Linked DNA regions of Mus musculus: all the other regions are linked to region 2. Evidence: chromatin contacts called from public promoter capture Hi-C data. All regions are on one chromosome and are shown on one strand. The core of a region is the stretch at or near the end of the contact, and the rest is flanking DNA. Distances in the headings are between cores, read along the strand shown.

Evidence for each region. Promoter capture Hi-C pulls out the DNA fragments that hold promoters and counts their contacts.
Region 1: a promoter capture Hi-C map of hippocampal neurons shows a contact between it and region 2, with 2.0 times the contacts expected there. The contact joins the enhancer-like site here to the promoter of Ntn4 in region 2. A contact is called at or near these places in 7 of 39 promoter capture datasets (the 3T3-L1 cell line, the C10 cell line, cranial neural crest and 4 more), 2 of 115 datasets of contacts at active chromatin or transcription factors (embryonic stem cells and memory CD8 T cells) and 1 of 9 other capture datasets (liver).
Region 3: a contact with region 2 is called in a promoter capture Hi-C map of hematopoietic stem and progenitor cells, with 2.7 times the contacts expected there. The contact joins the promoter of Cfap54 here to the promoter of Ntn4 in region 2. A contact is called at or near these places in 2 of 39 promoter capture datasets (cranial neural crest and hematopoietic stem and progenitor cells).

The regions. Positions count from the first base shown.
Region 1 is chr10:93,052,207-93,055,015 of GRCm38.p6, reverse strand. The region is part of intron 5 of Cfap54 (cilia and flagella associated protein 54); the gene reads left to right. Among named protein-coding and RNA genes, the nearest start is that of Gm40739, 21 kb to the left of the region's middle. Within about 2 kb of position 1,510, at least 13 of the 459 cell types and tissues checked have an H3K27ac peak or open chromatin away from gene starts, as enhancers often do. A contact at or near this core is called in hippocampal neurons, where this site is marked.
Region 2 is chr10:93,639,543-93,642,361 of GRCm38.p6, reverse strand. It overlaps Ntn4 (netrin 4), which reads right to left and starts at 1,313. Exons shown (of 10, transcript NM_021320.3): 1 at 854-1,313. The coding sequence starts at 908.
Region 3 is chr10:93,080,294-93,082,993 of GRCm38.p6, reverse strand. Cfap54 (cilia and flagella associated protein 54) reads left to right here and starts at 1,372. Exons shown (of 68, transcript NM_001347060.2): 1 at 1,372-1,729. The coding sequence starts at 1,398.

The DNA of each region.
Region 1 (2,809 bases), core at 261-2,760, 590 kb after region 2:
TACTACTCAGCTATTAAAAAGAATGAATTTATGAAATTCCTAGCCAAATGGATGGACCTGGAGGGCATCATCCTGAGTGAGGTAACACATTCACAAAGAAACTCACACAATATGTACTCACTGATAAGTGGATATTAGCCCCAAACCTAGGATACCCAAGATATAAGATATAATTTGCTAAACACATGAAACTCAAGAAGAATGAAGACTGAAGTGTGGACACTATGCCCCTCCTTAGATTTGGGAACAAAACACCCATGGAAGGAGTTACAGAGACGGAGTTTGGAGCTGAGATGAAAGGATGGACCATGTAGAGACTGCCATATCCAGGGATCCACCCCATAATCAGCATCCAAACGCTGACACCATTGCATACACTAGCAAGATTTTATTGAAAGGACGCAGATGTAGCTGTCTCTTGTGAGACTATGCCGGGGCCCAGCAAACACAGAAGTGGATGCTCACAGTCAGCTAATGGATGGATCATAGGGCTCCCAATGGAGGAGCCAGAGAAAATAGCCAAGGAGCTAAAGGGATCTGCAACCCTATAGGTGGAACAACATTATGAGCTAACCAGTACCCCGGAGCTCTTGACTCTAGCTGCATATATATCAAAAGATGGCCTAGTCGGCCATCACTGGAAAGAGAGGCCCATTGGACTTGCAAACTTTATATGCCCCAGTACAGGGGAACACCAGGGCCAAAAAGGGGGAGTGGGAGTGGGTGGGCAGGGGAGTGGGGGTGGGTGGATATGGGGGACTTTTGGTATAGCATTGGAAATGTAAATGAGTTAAATACCTAATAAAAAATGGAAAAAAAAAAAAAGAACCTGAAAAAAAAAGATATGAAGCACGCACCACCAGGGCTGGCCCTTCCCGTGGGTTCTGGGGCCCAGACTCAGGTTGTCATGCTTCCAAGGCAGGCACTCTGTTGGCTCAGCCATCTGCTAGGCCCAGAGACTCCAACTTACACGATCCTCCCTTCCTGGGACTCACTGAGCCGCTTTAGCACGAGGAAGCCACTGTCATGGCATGTTTGTTGTCAGAAGACATGTTTATTCCCTGCATTCATTTTCCAGGCATTGGAACATAGGCCAGGAAGGGCAACTATACTCTCACGGAGACCTGCTGGAATTGCTGTTGGCATGGGAGACATTGTGTCCTTATGAGTCTTTCCCTGAGTGGTCAAATGCTTTGGAGAAACAATGCTTTTTATATTTCATCAGAATTAGGCATGTATCTTAGTGCTAACGACACTTAAAAATAAAAATAGAAGGCATGATATTTGCATGCTTTGTGGATAACATTTATTGTATGTTTGCTTTCTGTTTGGTTCCTCAAATGAAAAAAAAAATAAAAACAAAGACTATTACTAATAATAACTTGAACAAATTCTGGGCCAGCGTTTTGAGTACAAATTAAACAGAAGTGAGGCTGTCCCACATATAATAATAAGCTGCTCTGTAGATTCTGCCGCCCATGCTGCCTTTAGTTGCTGTTGAGATCCTAAAAAAGATTTCACAGTTGCTGTGTTAACAAATACCGCTCCACAGAGCTGCCATGGCTTGGTCTGCTCTAGAGTTTGCATGTCAAGAGCTTTGAAGGGCACATCTGTCTGTATTAGCAATTGGTTGTTAGTGTTGGCCGTTGTTAATATCAAGAGGATTTTAAATCAATGTGATAGTCCTCTTAAAATAATTCATTTATAATCCATACCAAACATCTCTTCTCCCAGCCTCATGGGACTTGAGTTTGTCTCTGACAAAGTACATGGTAGAAGAGGATAGTTGAGTAGCCCCCAGCCTGTGGGAAGGGGTTTGGGGCAATGCCGCCTGCAAGGATTTAGGGGTTCTACAGCTGTCACCTAAGGATCTACTCATTTATTAGGCGCTACTCATTTGTTCCCTGTGGCAAGCTTCAAGGGAATTAAGACTTTTTTCCACCCAGAAATTCCCAAGTCTCCACACAGTATCTTCACATAGCTTATCTGAGGCTACACATGGGTAACTCCACTTAATGGACATAAGCCCTGGAGACCCCACCACACAGGAAGCCTACCTACCAGCTCTAGGGAACTTTGACTTGATAAAGCTTGCCTGTTTTTTAAAAAAATATTTTTATTCATTTAGTACGGGTATGTATACACATGTGTGAATGTGTCTGTGTGTGTGATTACCACAGATGAATGTGTGTGTCTATACATATATGAATGTGTGTGCATCTCTGTGGGCGTGTACACATGTATGAATGTTTATAGGCCAGAAGTTGATGTCAGGTACCATCCACAGTTGATCTTCATTTTGGTTTTTGAGACAGGAACTCTCTCTCTCACAGAACTTGCACCATTTGGTTCTGGGCGTGGGGGTGATTCAGGTCCAGTTGTGAAGACATATCACTGCCAAGTCAGCCCTGTGTCACCTTGGTGGTGCTTTCTGCCACCGAGGCCAAGGTTGTTGGTTTACCTTGCCCGTATCATCAGAACCTCCAGTCTGTTTCTCTCTCCTCCCAGTACAGGACTTAAAGACACATACCACCGTGCCTGGCTCTTTGATGGGTGCTGAGGAGTGAGCTCAGGTCATTGTGCTTGCATGACACTTTACCATTTTTCCAGTCCCTGAGTTCAAGTCTGTAACTGCATGAGACAGAAATAGTACTAGTTACCCAGTACTCTCGGTGTCATTCTTGGCTGACTTAATCTTCTAGTAATGTAGAAACCAGGCATTATGGCTGCCCCTCATTATTGCTGCAAACCCTGCAACATTCTGAGTATTGTGGAAGGGTTTGGCATGCATAGCAATCCTCACTATAGT
Region 2 (2,819 bases), core at 64-2,563:
AGCTGAAAACCAGGTGGCCTGCGAGAAGGGAGGGGGAGAAGAGAAAGAGGAGGCTCCCGGGGACTCAGACACAGCAAGCCTGGAACCGGTGGCCTAAAGACAGTCCAAGAGAGACAGGACCGTAGCGGGAGGGGAGAGGGGCATCTGCCCGTTGCCCGTAACCCAGTTACTGAGCCAAGGAACAGACCCGCCTCCGACCTCCTGCAGAGCTTCGGCCAGGGTACCGATTCCCCAGGGGCAGTCAGCCAGCTCCGGGCAATCACCACCTGAGTGATCACCCCCCATGGTCCCAGTTCCGAGTTCTACAGCGTTGCAGCCAACGCCCCGGGAAGAGGGCGCTCACCCTCACCCCAGGTGGCCCTACCTGGCTCTCAAGTACACAGAATGAGATCCGGGAAGGTGGCGATCTCTCTAAGTGAGAGATCGGTCTCGGCCCACGCACGCCCAGGGTCTCTGGGCCACCCCTCCTCGTCACTCCTCAGGCCATGGAGAGCCCGGGGATGGCGAGCTGGGTCCTTTGTTCCCCCTCACCAAGTGCAGAGGCAGTTTTCCCCCCCAAGCCAAACCCAGAAAGAAACATTGATCTCTCTGTATCTTCTGCAGGGCGTACCCAGGATATCTGGTTATTCAAGGACATGTGTATCTCAGTTGCAGGAGAAAAAAAAAAAATCAATAGTGTTTGAAACTGCGGAGTCGCGGGCAAAGGAGACGGAACATGGCCACTGGCTTCATCCTCAATAGCCGAGCTCTGGGCTCCCGGTCCGGGATCCCCTATATCCCCCAGCCCCCGAGCTTGGGTGGAGGGGCAGGAGCAAGGGAAGAGGGGTGGGGGCCCGGCCGCGTCACCACCCACCTGCGGCCACCGCGGAGCAGCCCCAGAGCAGCAGCAGCCGTGCGCAGCTCCCCATGGCCGGGCAGCTGCGGGAGCGGGTGGGATGAAGCGGCAGTGGTCCTCGGGAGCACCGGGGGCTCTGTGGTTCTTCCTCCTCCCGGAGCGCCAGGCTCGCTCAGTGGGCACCGTGGGCACAGAGCCGCGGGCCGGGGCCGCGCCAGGCGGCGGGGTGACCGTCGCGCACCGGCCTGGCGGGGCCCGGGCAGCTCAGCAGCGGCGGGAGCCCCGGGATCATAGCCGGCCTGGCCGCTGCCGGCTGAGCGGCCCTGAGGGCGGGTGCGCCGCTCGCCCAGGGCTCGGCGCCCGCAGCCGACGCTGAACTTTGCGAGACCTTTCACTTCCCGGCCGCCGCCGCCTCCCGGCTGTCCTCCTCCGCTTTTCCCACCTTCTGTGGCCGCCGAGGCTCGGTCCCGTCCTTCTCCATGGGCAGTTCCATGGGATGCATTTTTATTGCACCGACACCGCGGCGCTCCGGTGCCAGCCCTCCTCCTCCCCTCGCACCTCCACCCCTTCCTCCCGCCCGCCCCCCGCGCTTGACAGCCGGGCGGTGCAGACGCGCGGGTCCGGTCATTGTCGCCGCCGCCGCCGCCCAGGGGGAGGGGGTGTCTGCAGCCCCCGCTGCGCGCATCTCCCTGCCTGACCTCGCGGGTGCCCTCCAGCACCCAAGGGCCTCGCCTGGGAAACAGTCTCCCACCTTCTCCAGGAACATTCCTGAGAGCAGTTGACTCCCTCCGGATCAGGTCAGGGCATGCCAAGGGGCTTAAAAACCCGCGAAACAGGCGAGCGACTACTTTCCAAAAAATCACCCAGCAAAACAAGCCTTCCCCCCTCCCCCAACACCACTCCACAGCACCCATTCTCTGCGAGTCCCACGGTCTGGGTTAGGACCACCCCAGACCCCCAATTCTGCCTAGGGTACTGCCAGTGAACGCGCACCAAGTGCCAAGGGTCCTTTAAGTCTCTGCTACCTTTTTGGGGGGTGCAGCCCAAAGGAGTCGAAGGTGTACCCGTTTGGTGTAAAAGATGTTCTCACACGGCCTGAAAGACCAGGATCCATGATCAGGGAATCAACTGTTTAAGAACATCTATGTCTGGAGCATCGACATAAGAATGCCTGGGTCCTAGGTGCATTCACACATTCTTCATAGTATGGTGAGCAGGGGAACCATAAAGTTATGAAATATCTTATGGGGAGCAATTTAGCAGCAACCACAAGCAGCTAATTGTAGCTCAGGGCTGGTGTTTATGAAAGGAGATTAAATAGCACTTCAGCCTGGGACTTCTGTAACTTCTCTGAAAATATAGTTCTGCTTACACATGCAAAGAAATTGGCAAACGTTGAGTCGAAGGCAATTCTGTATTGCAGCATTCAGTGTGTGTCTTTGAGTATTTTCCAGAAAGTTAACTGCTTTGCAGATACCATTCAGTTATTATAAATTGTCAGAAATACAGATGGGGCCAATTAGAGCTTTGGGGGCACACGTAGATATTATTTATAATGACCGAGCTGGAGACATATAGGTTTCTATCTCTCTAAAGGAACTGAGTTGAGGTTAGCATAATCCACTGGGAGGCGTTAAAATTATTATTTTGGCCAGTACTGGAAGTGGCAGGCGACATGAGAACCGTCACCAGCTTTCGAAAACAAACTCTGAGCTTTCAAATACTGGCCACGCTGGAGCCTCCGTTGGCTCTCACAGGTGATGCTTCTGATGCAGTTGCTAAAATGCTTCTCCCAACTGTTCTTTTTATTAAATGAACGACAGGGGATCGTAACAGGCTAAGGCTCCCAGCCTAAACACTAGCCTACAGGCCAAGAAAAAGGAAGAGAAAGACAGTATTTACTATTAATCTCTGAGACAATATATTAAGTTGAGGCAGGGCTAATCCATGCCTGATTATGAATTTCAGAAGCATTTGCTGGGTA
Region 3 (2,700 bases), core at 123-2,622, 560 kb after region 2:
GATGGAGAACTGGGCCCTGACAGAGAGGTCCCTGCTCTTGTGTGTCACTGGAAGATTCTTTAGCCATAATTACCTGCTCCAATAAGTGATTTCCCCTGTGATCTTCCTTCCAAGAATATTAAGGTACAGTGCATAGGACAGAGAAGACCAACCTTACAAATTAGTACAGATGCTTGAAAGAAATGGGCTTGGAGCTGGAAGAGATAAGGCTGTGGCCCAGTGAGCTTCTTTACTATTCAGTGGATACCAAGGTCACCGTCTATATTTTGCATGTGAAAGAATTGGTAGTCGTTTTCAGTGTTTAAAGACCTTGTTTTTGAAGCCAACCTCTCTATCTCTGGTTCTTCAATATTTCTTTGGGCTTGCATAATTTGTAAGGAAAAGTATGTCCGCTAGCTGAAATTCAAATCCCAAATTAATAAATTTGACTCATTGTGGCCCATGAGATGCAAGAAAAGAACATTTTTTAGTGTTAAGCATTTCCTCTGAGACCTACAGTTTGTCCATCAGAGAGAAAAAAAAAATCTCCCATCTCCCCGTTTAAAAACAAAAAGTATTTGGAGAGTTAACACTTCAAACCATTTAGCATATATTAATGTCAAGGAGTTAAAGTTGAGCAAAAGGCATATTGATTTAGAACACCGTGACATTTAGGATAAGGCTGAAGTGGCAGTAACTCATGATCATTACTCACAAACTCAAACTGCAGCGGGAAGAGAACATAGCCACACAAGGTGCTTGTCTTAACCAGATTGTCAGGGAGTTCCCTAATTTCGGTTTGGGAATTCAGCTTCAGTGCTTTCTCTTGGGGGCATCACCAGGACGGCAGATTTCTTATGATCACTGGCTTTGCAGCACATAATTAGGACTTGTCCCCTGATTCTCAGTTATCCTCTGAGTTTGGTCAAAGTCAAGCTATGTTCCCCTAAGCTGTGAAACCGAGGAGATAGGATAGAAGCTGAGGTATGAAGTCATGACGATTAATGAGACAGGTAATGTCTCAAAATGCTTGGAATAATGCCCAATACATCTTAATGATTGTAACCATGGATATTAGTAGGTGGTCCAAATAGGGAAAACATTGTATGAATTTTTGATGGTAATTTTCTTTATTGGTTCTTTGCTTTAAAGCCCTCTCTCAAGCGGCGTTGGATGTGAATGTCCGTAATCCCAGCACTCAAGACACTGAGGCTGGAGGATAGTGAGTTTGAGGCCAGAGTGGGTTACACACATAGCCAGCCATTCAGAGCATCCTGCCTTTCCAGGCTGTTTGTACTTTCCTCACCCTCTAGGGGCCGCTGTGCTTCCGGAGAGCGTGCAGGTGGCTTGGTTGCCGGGAGATCGTTGCTTGGCAACCGCTTGTCCACCAGCCTCTAGCCTGCTGAACTCTGATAGACATGGCGTCCTCCAGAAGCTCCTCCAGTTCTTCTGAGGAGTCCCCAGACTCTGAGACATCGGTGTCGCCGGTGCATCTGCCCCCAACGCCGCCGCCGACCTCTACCGCGGTTCTCAAGTCGCCCAGCGAGTCCAAGTCGAGTTCGACCGACCCGCCGCAATGTACCCACTCCGAGGACTCGCTGCCCTCTGCCGCCTTCTACGGGCCCCTGGACAGTAAAAACCCACTCCTGGCCTCTTGCGAGAAGGAGATCCGGGAGCTGTTGGGCTTTATGAAGAAGAAGAAGGCTCTAGCCACCTCAATGGAACAGAAGTACGAATTCCATCGGAGGTGGTAAGCTGAGGCAGGGTGCTGGGGAGGGCGCCTGGAGATGCCATTGGAGGACCACGACAGGGGTGGGGCCCTGGAGACAAGCTGAGCTGTAGCCACTCCCAGCTCTTACAGCCCTTAGCTCCCCCTACACGTTTCATGTCTTCCTTCTCAGGTCAAAATAAAAATCTGCACAGAAGTATTTCCTAACACTGGGTTTGGTCTCAGCGTTCTCATGGCCTCTCTTGGCTCACTCATGGGTCGCAAAACAGGACAAAAGTAGACTTAAGACCAACTCTGAGGCAGTTGCTCAGGTCCTTGAATTTAGGTCTCAACCAAGTCTGTCATATTGTGAACATGTACATTTTATTCTCTTTATATTCCGTTGGGATTACAGAAACTTCTTTTCCCCTTGACTTGGTGGCTCTTTGTGAGCGTCTGATTGGGTTTTTTGTTTGTTTTTCCAACTTATTTCTGTGAACTGAAAACTACCAGTTTCTAAGATTTGGTTTTGTTCATGTTGCCATCTTTTTTCTGGTCTAATGCTTTCCAAAATGAGTAGTTTCAAGACATAGGGAAGCAGCGAAGAATACCAGACAGGCAAATAACTTTTTTTTTTCTGGTGAGTATTTTAAACTTACATGTTTTGGTCATGCATTTAATCTGATTACACATTTTTAACTTACATTTATAATTCAACCAAACATCTTAATGATTTGTTGAGTAGACATATTTTTGACAGGTACTTTTCTCAAAACTAGGAAGGCATCAAGTTAACAATAAACCCCTCTCCCCCAAATCATATATTTCTGTGAGTATAGTCTTGTACTAAACAAACATGGGGCACAGCATTCCCACCATCCCTTTATCTACTCCCCCCACCCCAAGTTTCACTTACCTGTGGTCAAAGGCTATGCAAATCTTAAATGGAAAATTCCAGAAACAAACAATTGGCGTTGTTTATAGTCCCTTCTGAGCAGTCTGACAAAATCTTG